3 separate regions of the Mus musculus genome follow, and all the other regions are linked to region 2. A link is a contact called in public HiChIP or PLAC-seq data. All regions are on one chromosome and are shown on one strand. Each heading gives the region's core, a stretch centred on a gene start, on an enhancer-like site or on the middle of the called end of the contact. The rest is flanking DNA. Distances are from core to core; before and after follow the strand shown.

Region 1 (3,444 bases), core at 936-3,435, 280 kb after region 2:
ATCAAGTACTCATTGTGTATATTAGCAAGGACTGCTGTAACATTATGTATATTAACAAGGACTGTTGTACAATTGTGCACAAAAGTTTTCAACTGACCCAAAATGAATCCTTTCTCCCTTAAAACACTCTTGACACACTAACAAAAGAGCACATTTAGACAATCTGTAATCCCTTACGAAGCCTACACTCATGCTTTGGTGTGTCTTATCCGTGTCTCTGATACCCCTCTTTTTAGCAGCTCTTGAGTTTAATTGTACATTAAAATCTTGTCCTTGTGAATGCCAATGCCACCAGTCATGTTGAGGATTCCTCTTTTCTGGTCAACATGTGTTGTCTTTTGTTTTCTTGGTGGCAGCCAAGGTAAAATAGAATCTCAAAGTACCAGTAATTGCTCTTCTCTAATGGCTAAGAATGTTGACCACCTCTTCAAATACTTGTTGGCCGTTCATGTCTCTTCTAAGAACTGTCTAATTGATTGTACAATTTGATGTTTGGGTGTTTAGATTTTTGAGTTCTTTATGGATTATAGGTTAATATCTCTCCTGCAAAAGTAGAGTTGACAATTTTTTTTCTCATGTAGAAAGTTGGTGTGAACAGAATAAGAGGTCATTTCAGGAACTGCTCTGGAAAACTATACATTAAAGCTTTCAGTTGTGTAATTGATAAACAAATTCCGTAGCATGTCTTCACTCTGTTGACTATTTTTTTCTTTTGCTGTGGGGAGGCTTTATACAATGCTAGTGTTTGGCTTTTAGGATTACTTCCTGTACCTGGGCAGCTGCTGTTCTGTTGTTAGAAGCAGGGTGTTGCACTGTGGGAACAGTGAGCCTGGAACTCATCATGTAGCTTAGGCTTCCAGTGAACTCACACACACACACACACACACACACACACACACACACACACACTCCCAGGGGTGAGGAGGACAGTGATGATCAAGCAGCAAGAGATTGTCTCAGTTTACTGATGGGTCTCATTATTAAAGAGTGGTTTCCAATCATCTGTGTTTGGACACTCCAATCAAGTCTAAAAGGGAAGCTAGGAGAATAGTATTTGTTATATGTTAATCCCGAAGCACACCATCCCATCCCCTATTGCTGGGCCTTGTTGCACAGAGTGTGGCCTTGAATTGTTAAAGTTTCTAATTCAGCCAATGAGCTCAATGTCAAACTGTTGGGTCCTTTGTCTTTAACAATAAGCACTTAGCTCATCTAAATGAATAGAAATTGCTATAGTGAATTACAAAAACCAAGGTCTTTTCAATGCACCAACAATGACATTAATTATTTTCAACACTGTCTTATTTTTGCAAATAGATTGACTTGGATTTTCACTTAAAATGTAATAAGTTCATGACTTTTTAAGCTAGATAAATGTAAAAACATTACTAATAAATTAAAATGTCAGCTGATGGCAATGAAAACCCAATTGTATATTACATACAACCTGGGCACATCGTTGTTTTCGTTTGTGTGCGGGTTTAAGTCGATCTGAGAATTTTAGCCATCAATTAGCTGGTTACAGTGATCCCAGCATACACTATTCTTCCTTGGAGTACCTGCTCAGCACCAGAAAAGTCTGCCAGCTTTAGCAAACAAGGACCCCTTTCCTCACACAGAAAGTGAATCTCACATTCAAAGCCTACAGGAGTGTGTGTGTGTGTGTGTGTGTGTGTGTGTATCCTCGCCCCAGAACCCGGCCCCTTCCTCTGGTGACCAGAGAGATCTGAATGCTTTTCCTAAATCTTTGTAATCCAATAAGCTTTTGTGTTTAGCTGCTTGTTTTGAAACTTGTCCCACACCCCAGACTGTGCCTCACAAGGTCCCTCACAGGCAGGTGAGTGCCTGAGGGCCTGATCATTATTCAAGGCAAGAGGCCTGCTCAGCCCCAACCAGAATGTAATTTGTAATTAACTGTCATTTACTTCTGTCTGCATTGACTCGTTGTTCAAAAGACAACGTAACTGTGCTGGTGACCGGTCTCCCTTTGTTGTGGATATAATGTCTCTCAGATCTGGCTGTTTTCACAATGTTTGAAAACCTGGGGCTTACTCTCTTGAAACGGGGAGAAGACAGGGAATTCGTTGAAATAAATCCAACACAAATAATTTGTTATGCCGTGACACATCGCGCATTCCATTCGATGAAGCAAGCGCGGACTGGGCCAGATCGCCGCGATGGTTAAGGGCCGCCTTCTCCGAAGCACAAGCTCTAAAGCACAGTCTTCAAAAGCGGTCCATTCTGTGGCCGTGGACTCTAATTCATGCTGGCTTTTCAGTTTAATTATTTGCTTGTCACACTTTTCATTAGGAGAAAAATAAACAGAGTGTGTGGCTAGGCCTGGATTGGATGTCTGTGTTCCTGAGATTGGCAAGTCATTCCAACTTAAACTCCTTGAAAATTAACAAAGCTTCGAGAGTATTTGAACAGAAAGGACTGGGAGAGTATTCGGAGATTTGAAAAGAAATCATTAGGTGCCCTTGCAAACAGAGCCCCTAAAACCTCAGTTTTTGTTTCTATATTTGGAGGATTATCATGGTCTGGAGGGAAACAGCAACACTTCTCAGACATTTGAGTTCCACTGGAAAATCTCAAATTGCTTTGCTGTGTTTGTGTGAGCGCGTCCATGAGTGAGTAATGTGTGAGAGAGTGTGTGCGTGCCTGTGTGCATGTGTCTGTGCATACACATGTGTGTGAGTGTGTATATGTGTATGTGTGTGCATCTGTATGAGCTTGCGTGCATGCATGTTTGCATGTGTGTATGTACATGCATGCTGTGCATGCGTATGTTTGTGTGTTTGTATGTGTGTGTATTTCCCATTTCTACCTTGTTTTCTCTCTACACAAGGGATATACCAGCATCTACTTTCCAAACAAGCAGGTCTTTGTGTGTTTCAGATATGTAAGACAACAGACGAGGACACAGAAGGTCATCGAACATGGGACACTCTTCACTAGTCACTGTCATTCTCCTCAAGGTGCCTCATGATCCACATTGTGTCTCCTCAGGACAGGGCCCCAAGTGCATAGGATTCACTGTCTTGGATAACAGCGCCATATTATCCCAGGGAAGAGTCCCACAGCAACCCAGACAAATGCAGTACTTGAAACAAAATGAGTTCAGCCTGGGAATGCGGAACCTCAAGGCAACAGAGGGAGTTGGAAGTCACAGGACAGCTCAATGAGAACACGGAGAAAAACATCACTGAGCTTCTGGGCATAGGAACAAAACATCTCCCTAGTCAAAGCTGGTCTGTCTAGAACAAGACTAGCAATTCTGCTGGCAGAGAAGGCATGGGCAGAATGAGGGTGGGTATCAGAGCCACAAGCAAGGAAGGCATCACTTCTGTGGGACTACAAGGGAGGATTTCTCCTCTCTCCCTCTCCCTCTCCCTCTCCCTCTTCCTCTCCCTCTCCCTCTCCCTCTCCCTCTCCCTCTCCCTC
Region 2 (3,436 bases), core at 206-2,705:
TTTCTTTATATCTAAATTTCATCATAGGCTTCCCGCTCTGCTCCCTCCTTCCCTTCCCTCCCTTATGTAGCTTAAAAAATACTTCGGAACCCCACTCCGCTATTCACCCTCTAAAGCAGAGTAAATCCAATTTGCAACTCAGAAGCCAGTCAGCGTTTCCAATTCTTCAACTACGTAGTAATTAGCATTTTAATTCATCCTTTAACGTTTAACTAGGAGAGGTTTGTAACCTTTTCCCAAGGCCTGGTTCCTACCCAGGGAATTCCACCTAGAGCAAACCCCCTCCGCCCATACACAATGTCTTCACACACCCCAAAACTGCCAAGACCCGCTCTGGCGGGGCCTGTTTTCAGAACTCAGAGATGCTCAGACAGATCCCGGATCTACGGAGCTGGAACCCATAGGCCTACTACGAACTCTGGCAGCACTTAGCGGGTCCCAAACCCGTTAACACATTATTTTTTTTTCCCTGAAAGCCGGGTCAGCGAGACAGAAAACGGCCAACACTAAAGAGCTTCGGCCTGGGTCTAGGGCGAGAGCCACAGGCTCAGCCTATCCCCACCCCACCCCCCCCCCACCCGCATCCCCACCCCCCCACCCCGTGACCCCGCCGCCACCAGTCTGGCCAAGAAACCCAAAGCTTGCGGCATTGGCCCTAGAGGCCTGGGCAGCCGGGGCCCTCAGCTTGGAACCACGCGGAGAGCAGTGGACAGATTTCGCAGCCCCAGCAATCGGCACGCGCGGATTAGAGATTACTCTTGGCCCAGGCACGGGTGGAGTAGCACTTCGCACGAGCTCAAGGGAAATCAGCCTACGAGCTCTGCAGGTCAGTCCCGTCCCTTGTTTAGTGCGGCAACGGGTGCTGGTGACTTTGGAGCTGCCACCCGCAACGCGTCCCCAGCGCTCAGCTCAACTCACTCCCTGGTCCGGGTCTCCCCAGCCCCCACCCCAAAGCAGTTACCACGTAGGACGGGAAGCCGGCAGCCGCGGCGGCGGCGGCGTCCGCCGAGTACTGCAGCGGGCTGCCGAAGCCGGTTGCCGCCTGCGCTGTGAAGGCCGCCGAGCCGGGGTACGGGCTGAACGCGGAGCCCGACGCCGAACGCGCCAGCTCCTCGCTGCGCGGCGCCGCCAGCGCGGACGCGCCGTACGCGGGGCACGAGTAGAGCGCCAGCGAGCCGGGCGCTTGGTACAGGTAGCCCTGCGGGTAGGACATGGTGGGCGCGGGGCGCGGGGCCCGCGTCACACGGAGCAGCGGGCAGCGCGCGCGGCGCCCTCCATCCACGCCCGGCCGGGGCGCACCGAGGCCGCGGGCCGGAGCAGGCTGGGCTGGTGGGCGCTAGGCTGGGCGCGGGGCTGGAGGATCGGCGGGGCGGCGGTAGCGGCAGCGCGGAGCCGGTGGGCGCAGCCGCGCGCCAGGCCGGCGGTCGGGATTTGGGGGAGTCTGCAGTCAGGAGTGAGGAGTTGAGGAAGGAGCGCTCGAGTTTCCGAGGGACATTGGAACGCCGAGCTGTCCGTCACACTCTCATCTGCATATTCTGGTGCCCGCCCCTCCCCTGCTCCGCCCGCCGCCGAGGCCCCGCTGAGGCCGGGGGAGGGGCAGAGAGCGGAGGGGTGGGAAGTGGAGGGGAAGGCGGAGGAGTGGCAGCCAGAGGCTGGAGGGAGGGACGTGCAGGCTTTTGTCGCGCAGCGGCCTCTCTCCACTCCCGCCCCGGCCCGCAGCCTGCAGCGGTGAAGCCCAGCCTGGCCAAACTGGGCGTAGCGCTCACCCCCTCCCACTGGCACATCCTCTCAGCCACGTCCGCGCACCCCGCCGCCGACTCCCGCCTTGGCCCAGCCACCTTTCTCCTTCCCGGGGCCCCATCCGGGCACTGCCGGCGCTCTTGCTCGCCTAGCACTGGTCAGCAAAGGCCTCCTGCAGTCGGGCCAGGTCCGATCCACCTGGAGAACATACGGATCGGGCACCCCTCATCACCCTGAAGATAGCAGCCCAGGTCGCATGCGGTGTCCAGGGCAGACACCGCAGGGAGATGGAGGGCAGTGTGGAGACACCTGCAGAGTTGCCTGGGCATCCCACTTCTACAGTCCTCTGTCCGCCTGTACTCCAGGCTGAGGCTGCCCGTGTGGCTTCCCGTCCGGTCTCCTGCTCCTGGTGCCTGGGCTGCCAAGCATCTACCCGGAATCTGAGCGTTTCGGTTTGAAGCTGTGGGAGGCCCCGTGGTGAGGCTTCTGTCCAAGTCCACAGAGAAGATTTCAGGCCGTGTTAGGAACATCATGTCCGTTAACGTCTGGAACACGCCAGTGAGTGACTCGCTTCAACAAACGCCACTCTGGTCCAAAAAGAGTTTTTGTTTTCTTTTGTTAAGTTGAATGCCTGTTCGAAATTGGGGGAGAGGTTCCTGTCAGGAGAGCTGACTTGACTTTGCTAGAGTATCCACTGCCACTTCCCGAAAGGACATGGGCCAGCTTGTGAAGTGTCGCAGTCGTGAGGTGGTTCAGGTAACCTGAGGTCCAGGAGTTGACTCGCGGGTCCCTTGAGCCCTTAGGTCCCAGCCCCTAAACTTTCTCGACCATACCTGCTCCCTTTCCCCAAGTGAGGGGAGTCGATGGCCAGGATGGGCACTAGTACGCTGGATGTAAAGGAGCGTCAATGGGGGGCGCTTGGGATTCGTAGGGGTCAGGTGTGAGCTGGCCCGGGAGGGGGCGCCCGCCCAACAGGTGTCTCCTTGAAGCTTGCTAGGTAGAGCACGAGGACTCTGAAACCTGGCGCGCGGGCCTGAGCTTCCATTTTATTCTCGGTGGGCTCTGAAGCTAGTAGAGGGCGGCAGAGTTCTCCTGCCTGTGAGCGCCTGGCTTCTGCTTAGGCCTGGATCGTGGCGCTCCAGCTCCTGCAGCAGCCAGATCCGTGACACCGAATGAATGCTGTAGTCAGCCAGGCTGCTTTTTGTCTTGTCCAGGTCCCAGGGAACCAGGGATCAATTGTAGTGATGGACTGGAGACAATTTTTCCCGGGCAGGCAGGCAAGCAAATTTATCACTTTTGGTAGGAACTTTCCAGGCACTCTACTCAAACACTGCCACCACCATACACCCTCCCCTTATTGCCCCCCCCCCCGCCACCCCCCAGAACTTCTGAACCCCTTTCAGCAGTCTCGGTGCCTGTGCAGAGCCCACTCCCCTTTATACCCTGAGTTATTTACTGTCTAGCATCTACAGAAAAGACCCTGGGTGGGGCATACTCATTCAAGGGAGGGGGAGGGAAGGGAAGGGAAGGGAAGGGAAGGGAAGGGAAGGGAAGGGAAGGGAAGGGAAGGGAAGGGAAGGGAAGGGAAGGAAGAGGTCACCACGCTAGCACCCCAGAACAGGGCATCTGGGTGGAGCCAGATCAGTTTATTCAGACATTTTTGTTTTCGCAGGAAGAGATTCTTTTGGGAAGGGGC
Region 3 (3,106 bases), core at 496-2,995, 330 kb before region 2:
GGCAGACTCTTTCCTGAGACCTCTAGCTCCATGCAAGGACACTCATCACCTGTTTCCAGACTCTGCTAGACCTGACTCTTATCCTCAGACTCTACTCAGTCTCTTCTTCCTCTTCTTCATGGAAGGAGTTGCCCTCCTTATGGGACAGATCCCTATAGGTCTTCTCTGTAGATCTTTGAGGCATCTCAGCTCACCTTGATCTTTGCTTTCTGCTCCATTCATGTACATTTTATTTCCTGTAGTCCATCTATGGCTTATCTATTGTATCTTGCTGTGTGTGGGGTTCCAACTTCATCTCATCTCATCTCATCTCATCTCATCTCATCTCATCTCATCTCATCTCATCTCATCCAGTCTACTTAATATTGAAGGCTGCTTCCAAGGCTGGAGAAGAAGCAGGCATCCAAACCAGCATGGAAGATGAACTTGAATAGTACCTGGCACTCAATACTGTCTGTATCTGTGCCTACCAAAACACTAAGAAGAAGAGGCCTTGTCTATATGCATTCTACATATGAAAATCAAATGTACCATTTCAGTTCATTGAGGTGGGTGCAGGGTGTGAGGTTCAGCTCAGTTGGCAGTCAGGTAATGTTTCTGATCTCAAGCAACCACTGCCTCCAGGGCTCTGGGCCAAATCACCAGCAGAGCACTGTAAATCCTAGGAGCTTCAATACAGTGTCGCTAGTCACATGTGCTCTGTTCACCATTTGCCCTATGTAGGGCTGATGTTTAGACCTCTGGTTGGTGATGCCTTGTTTCGGGCTGGCTTTGTTGCCTGGGCCCTTAGACTATGATCCTTCTGTCTTCCATGGAAGTAACTCCTGTGCCTGCATTCCAAGGCTCAGTAGAGAGAGGGTCCTGGGTTTGCACAGTGACTTCTGACTACTCAGTCATATCTTCTATTTCCTGACATGAACGATATCTTAGGATCCCAAGGAGACATTCTTTTGCAAAGTACAAGGAAAGTATGAGTCTTATTCACTGAAGGGCAAAAAATACCTTAACCTACGAAGCACTGCATCAAGGCCCAGGTTAATTCCACACAAGTGTTCTGGCCCCTGGGACTTGAGGATGTCCTTACTATGATACACATACATCTATGCAACAGGATTGTGCACACATAGGAACACAGGCTCACAAATACAGGGAGCATGCCCATGTTCATGAACTGCTTTAAAATGACTCACAATGTGTCTTTTTGTCTTTTTGCCATTTCCTTCGGTGGCTCCTTCTTCTGTTTCGTGGCTTAGTGACTGCAGGACAGGGCTCTGACCCAGCAGGTTCCACTTCACTTGTTCCCAACACCAAAGATGTACTCTTCCAGAAGTGCTTGGAACATTTGGTCCAGCAGATAATGCCACACCAGCTCTCCTCTGACAGGCTGGCTCTTCTCTCTCTCCTGGGTTTGGTGCCTTTCACAATTTCAGGGGAACCCAGAAGTGCCCCAGCACTGGGGTGCACCTTAGCATCCAGGCAGTTGGCCTTCAAAACAGCAGTGTGGCCCTGTCAGCACCTCTCTCAGCCTTGCCTGCCTGTCTTATTTCTGGAAGCTGTGATGTTCAATAATTCAGGGAGAGCACGCATCAGCATATCTTACAGCATATTTGATGTGCCAACAAACAGACTGCAGACTGTTTCGTTTCAATTAGCCCCTTTGTTGCCAACAAAAGCCCAACAAACCCCCTGAGTGAGGGCCAGGCCTCGCTCCAGCCTGTTCTTGGCCAGTCCTGGGCTCTCCCTGTGTGTACACAGTGCCCGCCACCCTCTGCTCCCATCCCCTCTCACTTTCTCTGCTATTGTTCTCCTGGTATCTTTTTACCTGGGATCAAGTGACTTTCTCCAACCCAGAAATAAGGACTCAGCTCCATTTTCAGGCCTCTTCTGATCTCCCCAGCTAATTGGCTCAGGTGTAAACCAAACCAGCAGGGCAAAGACTTTGAAGTGAGGCTGCTTTGCGCAGAGCGCCTGGGAGCGTCCGTCTGTGTGTCAAATACCATCCGGCCAGCCCGCTGCTCGGCCACTAATGAAAACGCAAGTAATCAGGGTGTATTACAAGGCTCACATCCATGTTGGGGCTTTATTGTGAGCTTATCATTAACTTTGCAGGCTGGACTTGGAATGCAATCTGGCCAGTTTTTAATAAGAGGGGGCATCGGTGTCGCCTGCATGAGGCACGGGGCAACACCAGCTGTGCCTTCTTTACATAGGGAGCCACCCCTCTCTTTGATCAATAATGCTTTTTCACTTTAAAAGGGGAGCTCATTTTGCTGAGAGGAGGGAGGAGGACCCTCCCAGCCCTGTGCCTGCAGTCTGTTTGTCCAGAATGCACAATTACAGAAAGGTCAGTCCAAAGAACACTGGGGACCCTTGCTGCTTTGCCTGACACTACCTTCTCTCTCTATTTAAAGGGTGCACTGACCACAGGGCCCACCCCCTGTTTGTGTGTTGATTATCAATGGCTGCTTTGCAAAGGAACAAAAGCAAGAAAAGCAGCTGGCCTTTTCGGACTCTGATTTTGCTCAGATCCTCTTCATTTTTAATATGCAAGCCGGCTGCATGAAACCAACATAATGAATGTCGTCTTCTCCATGGCTCTTCTGGATGGCCGGGAGGTTTTACATGTCTTGCTTATACTTTGTCCCCAGGGTGTAACCTCTGTGCTTCCTCTTTCATCTGATCTTTGGCTTCTGAGCTGCATGCCCATGGTGGGTGCAGAGCCTTTCACACTCATCTGCAAGATAAACACACACGTCTTTCTGGAGTGACATATGCTGATCAAATAGTTTGAAAATTTTATACATGTGTTGGTATGCCAAGGGATGAGGCACACATTTCCGTGTTCTTCATAGTATGACTTAGAAACTAGCATGTGTTTGAAGGGACAGAAGCACCCAGTTTATGTGAATGCACACAGAGACATCACTGCAAACCTCTATCAGCTTGGCGACCACAGCATAGCAACAGCAGACATTTGTTCCCTCCTGTCCTGGTGAGGACCAGATGTGTCTTTACAGATGTGGCTTGTCTTTCCCCTGTGACCTTGTGTGGTGTCTCAATTGTTCCCACATTCTGGGTCTTCTCACCAGGCCCTCCATTGAGTGAA

Evidence for each region. HiChIP or PLAC-seq counts read pairs in DNA pulled down with a chosen protein or histone mark.
Region 1: a contact with region 2 is called in an H3K4me3 HiChIP or PLAC-seq map of embryonic basal ganglia, with 2.9 times the contacts expected there. The contact joins the enhancer-like site here to the promoter of Irx2 in region 2. A contact is called at or near these places in 2 of 39 promoter capture datasets (hippocampal neurons and stem cell-derived epiblast-like cells), 2 of 484 Hi-C or Micro-C datasets (epidermal suprabasal cells and nephron progenitors), 7 of 115 datasets of contacts at active chromatin or transcription factors (cardiomyocytes, craniofacial prominence, embryonic basal ganglia and 4 more) and 2 of 9 other capture datasets (adipose tissue and liver).
Region 3: a contact with region 2 is called in an H3K4me3 HiChIP or PLAC-seq map of embryonic midbrain, with 2.9 times the contacts expected there. The contact joins the enhancer-like site here to the promoter of Irx2 in region 2. A contact is called at or near these places in 1 of 39 promoter capture datasets (hippocampal neurons), 1 of 15 datasets of contacts at CTCF or cohesin (stem cell-derived epiblast-like cells), 12 of 484 Hi-C or Micro-C datasets (Sertoli cells, cerebellar granule neurons, cerebellum and 4 more), 8 of 115 datasets of contacts at active chromatin or transcription factors (embryonic forebrain, embryonic hindbrain, embryonic midbrain and 2 more) and 2 of 9 other capture datasets (embryonic stem cells and pancreatic islet).

Annotation. Positions count from the first base shown.
Region 1 is chr13:72,351,477-72,354,920 of GRCm38.p6, reverse strand. No RefSeq gene overlaps it. Among named protein-coding and RNA genes, the nearest start is that of Gm41000, 180 kb to the left of the region's middle. Within about 2 kb of position 2,185, at least 21 of the 459 cell types and tissues checked have an H3K27ac peak or open chromatin away from gene starts, as enhancers often do. A contact at or near this core is called in embryonic basal ganglia, where this site is marked.
Region 2 is chr13:72,626,839-72,630,274 of GRCm38.p6, reverse strand. It overlaps Irx2 (Iroquois homeobox 2), which reads right to left and starts at 1,455. Exons shown (of 5, transcript NM_010574.4): 1 at 962-1,455. The coding sequence starts at 1,213. Gm20554 (predicted gene, 20554) reads left to right here and starts at 1,711. Exons shown (of 1, transcript NR_030701.1): 1 at 1,711-3,436.
Region 3 is chr13:72,957,885-72,960,990 of GRCm38.p6, reverse strand. No RefSeq gene overlaps it. Among named protein-coding and RNA genes, the nearest start is that of Gm30049, 20 kb to the right of the region's middle. Within about 2 kb of position 1,745, at least 17 of the 459 cell types and tissues checked have an H3K27ac peak or open chromatin away from gene starts, as enhancers often do. A contact at or near this core is called in pancreatic islet, where this site is marked.